Linked DNA regions of Anas platyrhynchos: region 2 is linked to region 1. A link is a contact called in public Hi-C data. All regions are on one chromosome and are shown on one strand. Each heading gives the region's core, a stretch centred on a gene start, on an enhancer-like site or on the middle of the called end of the contact. The rest is flanking DNA. Distances are from core to core; before and after follow the strand shown.

The links. Hi-C and Micro-C count contacts between places; a contact is called where the count stands out from the background.
Region 2: a contact with region 1 is called in a Hi-C map of subcutaneous adipose tissue, with 2.4 times the contacts expected there. The contact joins the enhancer-like site here to the promoter of ZFP36L1 in region 1. A contact is called at or near these places in 2 of 8 Hi-C or Micro-C datasets (small yellow follicle and subcutaneous adipose tissue).

Annotation. Positions count from the first base shown.
Region 1 is chr5:37,401,614-37,409,000 of IASCAAS_PekinDuck_T2T, reverse strand. It overlaps ZFP36L1 (ZFP36 ring finger protein like 1), which reads right to left and starts at 4,267. Exons shown (of 2, transcript XM_038179267.2): 1 at 4,019-4,267; 2 at 934-3,480. The coding sequence starts at 4,075. The coding sequence ends at 2,530. LOC119717004 (a long non-coding RNA gene) reads left to right here and starts at 4,625. Exons shown (of 3, transcript XR_011809715.1): 1 at 4,625-7,387. RAD51B (RAD51 paralog B) reads left to right here. Exons shown (of 14, transcript XM_072038849.1): 14 at 1-1,787.
Region 2 is chr5:37,683,815-37,691,201 of IASCAAS_PekinDuck_T2T, reverse strand. The region is part of intron 8 of RAD51B (RAD51 paralog B); the gene reads left to right. Among named protein-coding and RNA genes, the nearest start is that of TMEM229B, 180 kb to the left of the region's middle. Within about 2 kb of position 3,396, at least 2 of the 8 cell types and tissues checked have an H3K27ac peak or open chromatin away from gene starts, as enhancers often do. A contact at or near this core is called in subcutaneous adipose tissue, where this site is marked.

The DNA of each region.
Region 1 (7,387 bases), core at 3,018-5,517:
ACACAAGAAAGAGCGTTGCACAAAGCCAGCAGCAGGGAAGGTATGTCGGTGTAAGCCTTGAGGTATCCTGCAGCTTTTGTTTTGCAGGAACTTTTCCAACTTGAATTAGGAAACGTCTCTCCTTAACGTTGAGGCATGTCAAGACAACTGAGCAAGCCGTGGTTCGGCAGCAATATTCCACCCCTGATTTGGAAGAGAGCTGGAACAGCTTCAGATGAAGAGCACCAAGCTTTCTCCAGAGGAAAGCTCAAAGGTGAAGAAAACAAGAAGGGCACCGTGAGCAGCACTGGCAAAGAAGTGTCCCTAAATAAAAACACAGGTTACAGGGATTGTTTTCTGGGATGTTTCTGGGATTGGTGACGGATGTTCCAGCAGCTATGGGGCCCTGAGTGCCACTGCATGATCACTCGTACACACACTGAGACTTTGCTGGGGGCCCACATCCTTCCCCCTTGCAAAATGCCAGACAGCCACTCTGCCACAAAGGCCCAACACCACTAACAAGCTGGGCCTGATGTTTGGTAAACTCACAGTTCAGCATCGCCCTAGAACCTCTCACAGGACAGCACAGGCTGTCCTCCAGGGGAAAGGGGCTGCTCCTCACAGCAGGAACAAAAGCCAGTCCAAAGTTTGAGCCACACCAACCAAAAAGAAGTTTGCGGAACTGACTGAGCAACTCAGGATGGGGGGAGGACTCCCTAAGAGACAGAGAGGGTTAGAGGCCATGGGACAAGCCACACCAGGTGCTCACTGACATTGACCTGCACACCCATGTGCTTGATGGGGCCGACCAGCTCCATCAGTGAGGTGCAAAGGGTGCCTGAGCACGTGGTGGGCATCGCAGGGGTGAAAAGGAGAGAAGTAGCTGCATTTGAGTGGTTCTCTAAAACCATCGCCTCGATTTTTGCAAGTAAAACCAGCTTCACTTGTCAGTTTCTTGAAAAAACTTGGGGTTTATTGATTTAAACTGCAAACAGTCGTTACAAAAGAGATTCTCTTTTAAATAAACTCACACAAAGAGGAAGAAAAAGCAATGTAGTGAACAGTAACAGGGGAAAAAAATTACATTCATTATTCTCTTTGTGCCAGTCCCGTTCACCTCGGCAAGGAAAACTCCAAACTTGGAATACAGAAAACGCAAAGACAAACTGTATTTGGAATGTCTTCAGATAGGCACTTTGAGCCCAAGGCTTTTCTCCTTGAAGAAACTATACAGAAAGAGGAAGAAAAAGGTCTTCCTCCCACGCTGTCTCGCAACAGAGCTCAGGTATGTACATTCTAAAGCCCACACAGGCAAGACCCAGGGGAGGGGAAGAGAAGAGGAAAGGCAAAGAAGCACATGAACTCAATTTGCAGTCCAACACAAAAAAAAAAAAGGGGGGGAGGAAGGGAATTCTAAAATAAATAATCCAAACACAGTTTTTGCATTTTTTTTAAATTAATTTTTCATTTTTTAAAATAAAATAACCAAAAAAAGTGTAAAGTTACAAAAAAATGTCATTGTAGTATAATATATTAAACTGTGGGGAAAAAAAAAGGAAAAGACACTTCACAATCTTAAGATTAATATGGAAGATCATAATTTAAACATAAAAGAATATATTCTATGGATTCATCATCCCGATAAATATGAACAAAATTAACAAAAAAGCATAGGTTTCGGCAATAAATACGTTTTGATAAGTTAAATAAGCTTTTTTATATTGTTGTGCAGTGACAAGCAAAATTTGCTCTCCAATTTCTGAAGTTATACAAAATTAAAAACCCAGAAAAAAAAATAATAAAAAGCTTGGCGTGAGTGCTCTAAGATAGGTCTAAAGTACTCTAGAGCAAAAACCATTAAAGCTATGTCTACTGGAACTTTGTTTACACAAACTTGTGTGTGTGGAATGACTTCCGTCAGCCCCACCCCCTCTATTTCTTTATTTGTTTTTAAGATGTCACATGAATACACGGGGAAACTTTTAGCACCAAAATCGAGTCTCTCATAGTCCCATCTCTTTTTTTTTTCATTTTGTTTTTTTTTTTTTTCATTTGCTCGTTTTCCTCCCAGTCGAAGTCCCACTCGTGTTACAATCTTTGTCCGTTCTCAGCTTGTCTTCCCGCAGACCTGAGTGGATCCAGGCAAGATGAGTCTGTAAGGGGGGAGAGCGCGCTGGATGTTAACGCCTGCCCACGTGCCTGCAGCCTAGCGGGAGCTGGCCAGTCGGGAAGGGACTGGGAGAGGGCGATGCAGTATGCAGCCAGTGGAGGGAGCTGGATCCGGACATTTCCTGCACATCTGGAAGTGCACAGAGCTGCTGGTGCCCTCTGCAGCTGGAGAGGTAATACAGTCACAGTGAAAGCATTAAAAGGCACTAATTTTTGTAAACGTTATTGCTTTTCATCGTAAATTTGGCACTTAAGGTTTAAGCCAGTGGGTCTACGACAGGCAGGTGGACACGTTAACATCCAGCTCCGACTACGGGGCCGGGGGAGTTCAGCTTAACATCGTAATAGAGGTGGGGGGGAGCAAGAGGAAACCCCAGATTAGTCGTCGGAGATGGAGAGTCTGCTGAAGATGGGAAGACGTCTTGAGGTGTCCAGGATAGGGGAATCTGAGCCGCTGTGGCTGCTGCTGGAGCTGCTCAGATAGCCCTCCTGGTCAGAGAGGGAGTCCTGAGGACTGGGCGGCGAGTCAAACAAGTTGGGGGACTCGGACATGGGCCTGAACAAGAACGTGGTGGGGGAGCTCCCGCTGGGCACCTGCACCCCCATGCTGGGGGCGAAGAGACTGACCAGCTCCTGGCTGGAGAAGGTGAAGGGGTTGCTGGCGCAGTCAGGCAGGGTGGGGGAGCCCAGCAGGTCGTCGGCGCTCAGCATGGGCGGCGGGGTGATGGAAGTGGGGCTGTCCAGCAGCCCGCTGGCAGCAGTGCTGGGGAAGCCTGCGAAGCTGAAGCTGTGCTGAAGGCGGGGTCTGTCAGTGACGGCGGGCTCCCGGCCGCCCGCCACGGCACGGCGCTCCTCGGCGTTGTGGATGAAGTGGCAGCGCGGCCCGTAGGGGCAGAAGCCGATGGTGTGGAAGGTGCGGCAGAGCTCGGTCTTGTACTTGGGGTGGCGGGTGAGGCTGCGCAGCTCGTGGATGCCGTGGGCGAACTGGCACTTGTCGCCGTACTTGCAGGCGCCGTTCTCCTCGAAGGGGCGGCACAGCTCCGTCTTGTAGCGGCTGGAGTTGACCTGGCCCCCGGGCTGCTTCTGCTGCAGCAGGCGCTCGCCGCCCTCGGAGAAGGAGCGGTCCCGAAAGCGGCTTTCCCGGGGGCCCAGCATGGGCGCGGGCTCCCCTTTCAGGCTGCTGAGGAGCTGGTTCTGGTGGAACTTGGAGTTGGGCAGGGTGACAGAGTGCCTCCTAGGGAAACCCCCGCCGGCCGGGGTGCCCACCGCCTTCCTGTCCAGCAGGCACCCGCTGACACCCGAGGGGCTGTAATTCAGCATCTTGTTGCTCTGCGGGCAGAAAGCAAGCACCGGTCACTGCCACCGCCTCAACGCAACTCTCCCCGGACGGGAGGCGACGCCGGGAGCCCTCGGAGGGCTCAGCCTCGGCGGCACAGCACGGCACAGCACAGCACAGCACAGCCCCCTGCACGTCCCGCCCGCCTGCTAAGAGCAAAGCAAACCCCGAGCCGCCCCTACGACCACCGTGGGGGCGGCTGCTGCGGGAGGAGCCCCCCGGGGGGAAGGCGCCGAGGGCTCGGGCTGCTCCCAGCCCTGCTCGCTGCTCCCCGCCCGGGCACGCTGCAGCGGGCGGCGGCAGCAGCTCGGCCCCCGCCCGGCCCCGGCCCTGCCCTGCCCGGCCCCGAAGCGGGGAGCAGGGAGAGGGGCCCGGGCTGAGCCCCGCCCGGCCGGGGAAAGTAAGGAGGAAAACGCAAAAAAAAAAAAAAAAAAAAAAAAAAGGATAAAAAGTAAAGCAAAAAAAAAAAAAAAAAAGCGCAGAGAGCCCCTGCAGGCGCCAACCCGGAGCGCGGCCAGCCGGCGCGTTTACCTTGCATAAAACTTCGCTCAGGTCGAAGATGGTGGGCGACACCAGGGCTGTGGACATCTTCGGCGAGCGAGGGGGGAAGCGGCAGGGGCGGCGGCAGGCAAGTGGAAGGAGTCGCGGTGTGGGTAAGGCGCAGCCTCCAGCTCGCAGCCTCCAGCGCTGCCTCCCCCCGCTGCTGCTAGCGCTGCCTCCGCTGCCGCCACCAGCCCGCCGCGCCCGCTCGCCGCTTCCAGCGGGCTCGGGCAAAAAGCTCAACTTATAAAGTTTTCCGACTTACCCCGGGAGGAGGAGCCGGCGGCGGGAGGAAGGGGAGGAGGAGGAGGAGGGCAGGGTGATTGACACCGCGTCTGAATCACCCGGGCGGGCAGGCCCAGAAAAAAAAAAAAAAAACTTCTCGGGGGAGGGAGCGGGGGGGTGAAGAAGATGGGAGGGGGAAGGGAGGGGAAAAAAAAAAAAAAAAGAAAAGGAAAAAAAAAAAAAGAGCGCGTCCCTTCCAGAACAGCCCCTGCGGGCAGCGCTCCCCTCCCCGCCCCGGACGCGGCTGTGCGCGGCTGCTGCGCGCGTGTGTGCGCGTGCCCGCGTGTGTGTGTGTGTGTGTGTGTGTGTGTGTGTGTGCGCGTGCAAGTGCAACGCGCGGCCCCGCGCAAAAGCCGCGCAAGTCCCGCGGCGCCCGCCCCTGCAGCTGGGGGCCCCCGGCAGCCCCGGGCTCGCTTTGTGCCGGGCTCTGCGCGGGGAGCGAGCTCGCAGCCGCCTTCCCGAAGTTGCTAAAAGGCGGTTTTAGAAGGGTGCTCGGTGCGCTCTGCCTCTCTTCTCCCCGTATGCTCTCTCCTGCCAGTCCCCTCTTTGAGTTGTAAAACTGAAAAAAAAAAAAGACTGTGTCTCTGAGCAAGTAATCTGTTCCAGATTTCAGTCGGCACAGTGTGATTCATACCGATATTGATATGGCGGGGGGGTGAGGGGGGGGGAGGAGGACGGGGGTAGTTTCGGTGTAAAAAAAGCCAAACGTCTCAAGGCTTCCTGATAGCAGGCTGCCTCAGCGCCACGGCGGCTGCCCTCCGAGGCGGCCGAGGGGCTGGGGGGGCGAGGGGCCCCTTGCCGGGGTCCCCCTGCCGTGGGTCCCTCCCGGCCCCCGCAGGGACCCAGCGGCCAGCGCCTTGAGGACTTGAAGCAACTCATCCGCTTCCTCCGCTGTTTGCTTTAGAGTCTCGGGAGCCGGACTTTGAACTGGCGGCTGAGCTTTTTCCCCTCCTTCGCTCTTCGAGAACGGCCAAAACAACCAAGGAGAGGAACGCCCACGGGCTCTGGCTATGCCAGAGTCCTTTCTTTCTTTCTTTCTTTCCTTTTTTTTTTTTTTATTATTTACTTAGGGAGAGCAATCAGGTTCCTCGAATTTCCTTCTCTTTCTAGTTTCTTTTCTTTCGCCTTGGCCAGAAGCGAGGAGTAACCAGGGGAGAGACCAGTCTATTATTTTCTGCAGTTGTTTACTGATTCTGTAGATGGTGCTTGTTCCCAGGGCTCCGAGCCTCTCTATAATTAAACCCATTTTAATTGTTAGGTTAGAAACGTCATTTCGGGGACTTTCCAAGAGTTACCGAGAAAGCCGGCCGAGATAACTATTTCACTACTGAGTTGCTCTGAGCCGTTTTTGTTTTTTTCTTTTTCTCGGCTTCCTCCCTGCTCCCTCTTGTGCTGAAATGTGCATATTCGCTCGCCCCACGCGTGCGTATGTTTTGGAAACTTGGGGTTTGAGGTCGCGCATTTCCACGCATCGAGCAGCGAACGCCGAAGCCGAGAAGGAATTTTTTCCAGTGATTTAGCTTGTCAAAACCTGACTCCGTGGTGGTCTGCTTTGCATTCAGCGCGCACATGCTCAGAGCAGGAATTTAGCTGCTCGCCCCACCTCGTGGCTAAAAGTCAGAGCCCTCCAGGCCAAAGTGGGAATTTGTGTGGGCATGAATTCACACCGACTGGAGGAATGAAAAATCAGAGCCTTGCACCTTCTGCCAGAGCCCTGCAAGAACTTTGATAAATGGAAATGAATAAAGATAGGTAAATGAATAAATGAAAGTAAATTATTAAAGGAGGTTACTGAAAAAGTGAATGAATGCATGCCATGCTCATTAGCCACCCTGTGTGGGGCATGTTCCAGCTGGGACACTACTGCTGGGCCCAGGGAACGGCAATAAATGTCCAGGGCTTCTGAGCCCGACCCAAGTCCCTCTTCAGCACAGGAGCAGCATCTGTAGCATTCTCACTCCCCAGTTCTGGTGCAGGCAGATGCTAAACTTGTCTCAGAATAGACACAGATAAGGGTCCTGGTCCATGCACGCATCCAGCCGAGCAGTTATAAACTGCTTTCCAAAATTGGAGCTGGCATACGCCAGAACGGCCCGAAAATGGGGAACAGACTAGGGGACTGCAAATGAAAACGACAAGCCGGGAGGTTTAAAGAAGTACTTCTTCAAATCGCGCGTGCACGAAGCTGTGGGCTCATTGGCACATGATGCTGTGGAGGTCAAAAGTATAAACGGGGTCAAAAAAGCAATTTGACAAATTTATGGAGGAAAAGTCCCTGGAGGTTTACTAAAGCCAAAGGCAGACCTGAACTGTGTGTCGCTGGACAATGCCCAGTGAAGTACTGCTCTGTCATCCCCCTGCACTTTCCCCTGAGTATTGACTGATTTTGGCGGTAAGAGGAAGGCTAAAACAGACTCTTGATCTGACCCAGTACAGTTATTTTTACATAGTCCTGGCCTGTCCTTGCGCTCTGTACTCCATCAAACCCTAATGGACTCCTCTGGAGCATGGGTTGTGTGAGGAGCCTCGCAGAAGCCCCTGAGGCGCTGGCAGGGGCTGACCCGAACCCTTGCTCCCGCACACTGAGCCACTTTACCTCCCAGCAGCTCATGGCGCTGCTGCAGCCAGACACACCTTTTCCTGTCATCTCCTGCTTTTCGTGGGCCTGCGGACATCAGCGGGAGGCCTCACTGGGGCAGCCAACGCTCCCACCGTGCAGGTGGAGCTGCGTACCCTGTGCTGGCTGGAGGTGGGCCTCGCACGCGTGGCTCTCGCGGCACAGTGTGGAGGTGTCCAGGCCGGGCAGGAGAAGCTCCACGCTGGGAAGTAGAGGTCAGCGCTGTCTCGTGCCTGGGCCACTGGGCTCAGCTTCCCGTTCTGGCCTCTGCGAGAAGCTGGAGAAGAGTCCCACGGGGTGGCTGTGCTCTTCACTCAGCTGAACTCCCCCTTGGGGTAATAAGAGGTTACATGGGGCACCACATATAAACTGAACGCAAGCGCCAGCTTTGTCACAGGTCCGTCTGGTGATGGTACGGCTCCCGTAGCTACAGGAGAATATCGCTGCCTTGAGATGCC
Region 2 (7,387 bases), core at 2,147-4,646, 280 kb before region 1:
GTCTTTTAAAATCATGCTGTCTGGCAAGAGGTTAGTAGTATTTTTGCCTCACATCTGTAAAACTTAGAGAAGCGGAGTTAACACAAAACTGGTGCATTATAAACTTGATGTGTTTCAGACACCCCGAGTTTTGCAGTTCAAATTTGCGGAGTTGAATACGTGTTTTTAATCTTACATTCACCAAGAGGAGGAAAAAGCAAACAAGATTATTCCAAAGAACCTTATTTTCCTATTTTCTCTTAGCTATTGTAAGTGAAGGATTGTGCGTTGGAAGAACGAAAGGAAAGAGCAGATCCTTTCCTGAGCTCCCACCCCGAGAAAGGATGCCTTTATGAAATTATGAAAAGGTGGGCTGTATGTTGTGTGCGGCGTGTGATAGCTCACACTGACCTCAGATTTGTATCCAGGGGACCCTTGCAAAGAGTACTGAGTCCTTATTTCTTGCCTATATGGCAGCTTCATCATTTGTAATGCTTTGGGGATGCCTGTGTCTCGGTGATCACAGAAAGTATTGGCTCGAAAACAAAGCTTTTAAATGCTCTACAGAGGAAGAAGTGGAGCATGTGGCATGCTTTCATGGTGAATGTTTTGATAGTTGCTCTTGCTTTATGAAAAGGTGTTTTGATAATTACAGTTGCTGTGTGAATTGCACCTTCTTGTCTAAGAGGAATGTGAGTGGTGTCTCCTGGAGCTGTTTAAGATACAAAAATTGGAACATCTTTACCTGATAGGAATAGTTACAATAAAAATTGCATTTTAACCAGTAGAGAATATTTTCACAGTTGATAAACCCAGAATTGGCGTTGAATCCACCCGAGCTTGTAAGCAGTCCTCTATGTTGGTTTGAGGGAAGCAACCCATCAGTAAAAGGTGAAATCGGCCTTTTGGCAAGCAGCTTTTTCCAGTATGTGTTGTCTTTGTGAAGATCATCTATCTCGATCTAAAGCTGCCTTTTACTTGTGTCTGGGAGGACTGCATGACACTAAACAGAAGATGCAAGGCGTGCAAGATACCTTGCCACTTCTTCTGTGGGTTTTTCATGTGTTCACAGACAGCAAGTCTGGCAGGGACTGCAGGGAGTTGTAGAACCCTGTAAGTCCTGTGTGTGTGTACATGGATACAAGCACTAGCAGGGAGAAGACATGGGCTTGTGCTTTGCTGAACTTGGTCATCTTGGAAGAAGAGAAATTGCCTGCTGGGGTTCTGTGGAACAGCCTGCAAGGGAGGTGGGAGCCAAGAAAGTAGGGCGGGATTTGTGGTTCTAGATCCTCTGTGCTAGTCAAAATCACTTCATAATTTGAGGTGCTGATAACTGCCAGGAGTTCTTATGTTATAAATTCAGCCTTCCTTAAAGTCTCTAAGGAAACTCTTTCATCAGGGTCAGCTGTTAAAGAGGAGGTAAAGGCCCAGTTTAACTATATTCACTACCACTGTTTTCTCACTGTTTTTTGTTTTTCTCCCCCCTCCCTGCACATGGCTTGATAGTGCTCATGAGCACTGAGTAAGAATATCTTTAGGATTGGCCACATTGACCAGTGTTATGAATGAAGAGTTGTGTGCTCTAAGACACCCACTGATACTTCCAATCTGCTTTTAAGCCTGATTTTCTCCACCTTTTAAGAGCTGTAAAGAGGGAGACTGCACCGGGTGTAGGAGTCTGTATTTTGAATCTGTGTAAGATGATGAGCCTTGGCAATTTCAAATGCAATTGTAAAGAGATTTGCTGAATAAACAGCACAACTGTAATTCAGTTTAACCCATGTGAAGGACACAAGGAAGAAGTAAAGAAAGATGGGGCAAGGAAAAGGCTTTGTTTTCCTAAGTTTAAATCAGGAGTCTAATCTTATCAGTGACTGTTTACTTCGCTCAGCCAAAACACAATAAACTATAATCATTCCGATCGCTGCTTATTGCCAGGTGACGGGGACACAGAAATTGCTATCACCTAGTTGCCCTTTCATATTCATGTGATGGGAGTTGGAGATCTTGGACCTTACTAGCTTGGTGAAAGTTGCAAACGCCGTCGTTTACTCAGCACTTGAAGACATGATGTTTGCGGACAATGAACTCAGCCAGAGGTAGTTTGGCAGCCCTGTGATAAGGGAGCATGGAAAAGATTATTTTGCCCTGTCCCTTCAATAATTAATCTCTGTACTGAAGCTCTCATTGTTTAAAGCTATAGCAATAGCAGCATTTGGAAACAATACATTTTGTTTAAAACTAGACAGACTGCCATGGGATAAGGTGTGTGTATGCGTACGTAAATGTTTTCAACATTCAAATGCGTATTGCAAAATAGATAAATACACAACAGATAAATGAAGGGGGTTTTAAGTAAGAACTCTCACTACTGCAAACATATTACTGTAGCAAAGGAGACCTTTCTTTTTTAATTAAGGGACAGCAAATACTTTCCAGCTGTATTTACTTGTGCCTGTGTTTTGCTTTGTTTCACCCACGTTTTCCCAGTAGAGTGAGTAGCTGAATGTCAGCCCTCAGAACCGTTGACTTTGTTCACCTCTTTCTCTTCCCTTTAAATAACACAATGCTCCACAGCATCGTAGCTGTTTAAGATACAGAAACTTTAAAATCTACCAACTCTTCAGTGCCAGGCTTCTTTCAAAGCATTAATGCTTTAAAATTAGTATCCTACTGCTATATGATTTGCATGGATGAGCAACTAGAATGGCAACTAGCATCCTTGCTTTCTGTTATTGTCCAAGCTGGGCCTTACTTCACCTCCAGAAGGTGTGGGAGTGAGGTAGCAGCAGCTTCCTTTGTTTTATTTCTTGTAAGCTAGGCAATGGAGGCTGGTGCAAGGCCCCTCTTTACTGCAGAAAAAGTCTTCCTCGTTTATTGTAATTACATGCTGTTTTCCTCCACACCAGGTCAGTAGTTCAGGTAGACATGGGTTTGCTTTGCTTCCACTTTGAACCTGAGCAGAGGCACTGTGTGGTAGCTTGGTCCTGGCATGGTGCTGATGCAGTTTCCCTTCTGCCTGGACCACAGCAAGGCTGTTTGCCTGCCAAAGGTCATAAAACTGTACCTGTAGGTCTCTCAGACTGCATGTAGTATCAAAGACCGATAGTCCTTCTGTCTGTCTGTCTATTGCTATCATCGCAACACTGAGAGAGAAATAACAAAGCATCCTAGTACTGTTGGCCTGTGGAAAGCCCCAACTTTCCAAACGCAACCCTTGCTTCACAGCAGTTTTACTTAGAGCAGTTTTCTCACAGCCTTTAAACCTCTTCATGTTGATTAATCATTTTCATGTCCTGACTCATTCAATCTTAAGGAAATAGCTTCAGGTTCTGGCTGCGTTGGGCTGTAGATCAGGCAGGCTGGATAATAAATAGGCTTGTTGTTGATGTGTAGAGGGAGGGAAGCACTGCCAGGAGTGTCTAAGCATGCCGTGCTGAGATGTTGGCAGACTGTTGCCAGGGGCTGCTGTGGATCAGCCATGTATTCAAAACAGGATGTTAATTGAAAAGCCTTTTTATATGTATTATGAAATGTTTGTTTGTTTTCACATTTTTCAGGCCCTGCAAGATGTATTCATTATTAGGTTACTCCATTTACTCTTACTTTAATGACTCCACTTAAAGAAAGGTGCATAATGCGCAAGTTACATAGCTACATCACCTCAGGCTGTGATTTTTGTCACAATTCACGAGGTAAGTAAGGTTGAGGCTGGTCAGTAAATGGATCGGCAACCCCCCTAATCCGATGGTTGTGTGTGTGGGTAACACCACATGCTTCGGCAGCAGTTGTTGGCAGTTTGGTTATAGACATGCTTCCCTCTGAGTCAGTGTCTCCCAGGGTAAAAGATTACTGCTGGAAAGGGCACGTGATATCAACGAGATGCAAAACCAGGATTTCAACATCTTATACTCTCTAAAGCACTCATTTTTTTTCTTCCTCTCTCTCTTTTTTTTTTTTTTTTTTTTTAAATATCTGTGTGTTCCAGGTAAGTTCCAAAAGAATGCCTTCATTTTCTTTTGTGAAATTTGACTTGGCAGAAGGATTTTTGCATTCCCATTCATACACGTAGTTACTGCATTGTATTGTACATTCTACTTAAAAACACATTCTTAGTGACAGTGATGCATGCAATTCACTGGGGGAATGAATTTCTTGACAGTATGTGGTAGGATACAGCAGAATGTAATTTATCAGTATATGAAAAATTATGCAATAGATTTGATATATATATATTCTCTATATATTTTCAAATGCACTGTGTGTTAGCATTTCTGATACTCCCATCTCCATGAAGATCTCTTAGTTTATTCATTCTCATATATATACATAAAAGATCTTAAGAGAAGAGTGTTTTTTTTTCTGGACTTAGAAGGTGGTAGCTCCAGTATGGCCAAATCATAAAGAAAGTGGGGAAATGGCGATTTTTCTTCCTAGTGTGTTACAGAATATTTTACTGGACTATGAAATGGACAGTTGGTTTGGATTTCCTTTTTTCTTGCTTCTGGTGATCTCTTAACAGACAGTTGAAACGAGTACCGTGTCAAAGGTGACTTTGTTCTTACCTTATAGGAAGGAGTCTGTCTTGTAACTTTTGCCACTATCAAATCCAAGATAGTTAATATTGTAAATCACTGGGGCAGTCCAGCAATGATACAGCTCCGAGATATCACCTGCTTGACCTCTCATTTAATGCCCCATCTGGGTGTGTTTCCTTCAAAAAACCGAAGTCCCAAATGTGATCAAATACAGGTCACAGAACAAATTATCAAATGCTAGGGTGTGGCCTTGGTAGTGCACTTTGCTTCATAGATGATCTAGTTTCAGAGCAAAAGTGCCTTATTATCCCCTTTATTGAAAGGGACAAGAATTATGAGACCAGGACACTGCAAGGAAAAACATTCTTTATGGGAATTCCTATGGGAAAATACCCTATGGGTGGAGAGAAAAAAAAAAAAACTCAGCACATCAGAATGCAACAATACAGGCTGGAAGAAGTGCTAGTTGGCTTCCATCTATTACACAGACAGGGAAATTAGCTTACCGTAAAAACTAAAATATCTGCATAAATTCTTAATGTAACAACTGCATTTACATACGCAGCAAAAGATAACAAAATTCAGAAGCAGAAAAAATATTGAGTTTGTACAGGATGACCTTCCATTTTTGGTACAGAAAACACAACTCTCTGAAACCAGATCTACTAAAAACATCTTTTTCTAAATTTGATTTTTATGGATATATGCACTTTTTTGCAGGTTTATTTAGTATTGATTGCAAGGGAAGGTGGCCAATATCTGTACTGGGATCTAGCTCTGCCACAGTTTTTCTTTGCCTTTCTTTGAATGACTGTTGCTATTTTGCTTCAAAATATAGGGGTAATAATACTTAACATGTAGAAATTATTTGATGCAGATAGGGGTAAAAGTGGATAGGTACATATAAAAGCATTGAGATCTAATTAAAATCTCATTGCTGTGGTATGCAAATTAGAATAATATATTGAAACAAAAAGCAGTAATTAATATTGCAGGTCTGCTCGCTGGGCTCAGTAACGAGACCAATTTAAAGAAATCAGTCAGAAAAATATGAAGGAGCTCCCCAGCCAACAAATCCTTCCCTGCTGTGCCCTGTGCCGGAGGCTGGGCAGGGACGTGCAGCTCGCTGCAGCCGGTGCGATGGTCCTGCAGCTGCTTCAGTCAAGGAGCTGCTTGTGGGGTGGGATGCAGAGCTCCCGTCTTCATAGCCCAGCTGTGCACTTGTCAAGAAAAAAGGAGTTGCTGGGAGGCCTCATCTGAAAGAGTGTGAAGCTGCCGTGCATGTGCTGCTCTGCAAAAAGGGCTGGGTGGCAGCCTGGCTAGTGTGTACGGGGCAGCAGGGTATCAGAGGGATGGGGGGGGCAACTGGATGTTGATTGTAGATGGTGGTGGGCCCCCGCCAGGCTCAGCAAGGTGGAACAAGCTTTCAGTGGTGTTCCAAATGAAGGCCAAACAAATACGTCTGTTTAATATAAAGAGTGGTTAACCGTGCTGTCTCGTGTTGTGATCCCCTCAGGTCCTGTGAGCTAAGCTCATTTATTCCACCGCTGTTTGGATGGAGGCCACCCATGGCTCTCTTGGCCTGGTGAGATGAGGAAACATGCAGGGCAGGGGAGAAGTGGAGCAGACTGGTGTTCACTTTGTGGAGTCGGTGCTTCCTCTGACAAGGCTGGCAAAGCCTCTGCTTTCTTGTCACTGCCTTGTAGTGAAAGGACTTGGTCAAACTTCATAAAACTTCAGCTCCATTACTGCTAAAAGCGAAGACGTGATGGGCTTACCTTTCCAATACCACTTATATTTTCCATTTACCTAGATCAGGCAGTGAATTTAGACTGGTGAATTTCAATATGACTCTTAAAAAAAATATTAAATTAGATTGTTGTTTTGATACTGTTATACTGAAGTGTTTGGGGTCAGAATTTTCAGCTTAAAAGGCTGTTAGACAGTTTGCTATATGTGAATTTTAGAAGATTAATGAGAATACTGTGATTTATGATTTTGTTTGTTTGTTTTGTTGTTGTGTCGTTGTTGTTTTTTAAACCAAGCAAGCTTTTCCCTTGTCCTCAACCCCCTAGGCTTTGGCAATAAACAGCTTCTGATTTGCACAGCTGACAAGTCAACAACAGAACAAGATTGTAATATGTTAACAGTTTATGGTTAATAATTAGATATATTTTTTTTTTTCCCAGTAAGGAAATAACTGTTTTTTTTGTTTGTTTGTTTGTTTTGGATTTTTCTAATGGGAAGATTTACATTAAAATATCTCGTATATCCATAAAAGCAACAGTAGGTGGCAGAATAACTTCACTGGAAGTCGGTTTCTTGATATCCTCAACTTTTTTTCAATGAACTCAGAGAGAAAACCAGACGCATCTATATGAGATACAACCCATTGCTACTCTAGATGGTTGTCTTAACAGAGGATGTGTCAGGCAATTCCAAAACGCTGCAAGGTTTTTGTCAAATTTTAATGTGATTTTTTTTTTTTTTTTTTGCTTCCTACTTCTGTAGGATAGTTAAACCCTTGTGAAGACTATTTCTGAAAAGTTTGTATGTGGTGCCTTGCTGCTGCAGAACATGCACATGCACTAGTCACCAGCTGAAGCATAGCAAATGGTATTTTAGAGGAAGTGTATCTATGTAAATAGTACATACATATAATCCTTTCCTTTTAGACAAAAGCACTCATGTAAACATATTGCCACAAAATGTTTTTGCTCTACAGGATAGTCTTGCTGTCATTTTTGATGAAGAAATAAGCTCCCTGGGAAATTGCTAGTAAATCATGACTGGGATTCTTCAACAAAAAGTAAAGAATCTGTGAAAGACGGATCTGGCAGGATGAGGGGAAAGGGAGGCTGCAGCTGTGA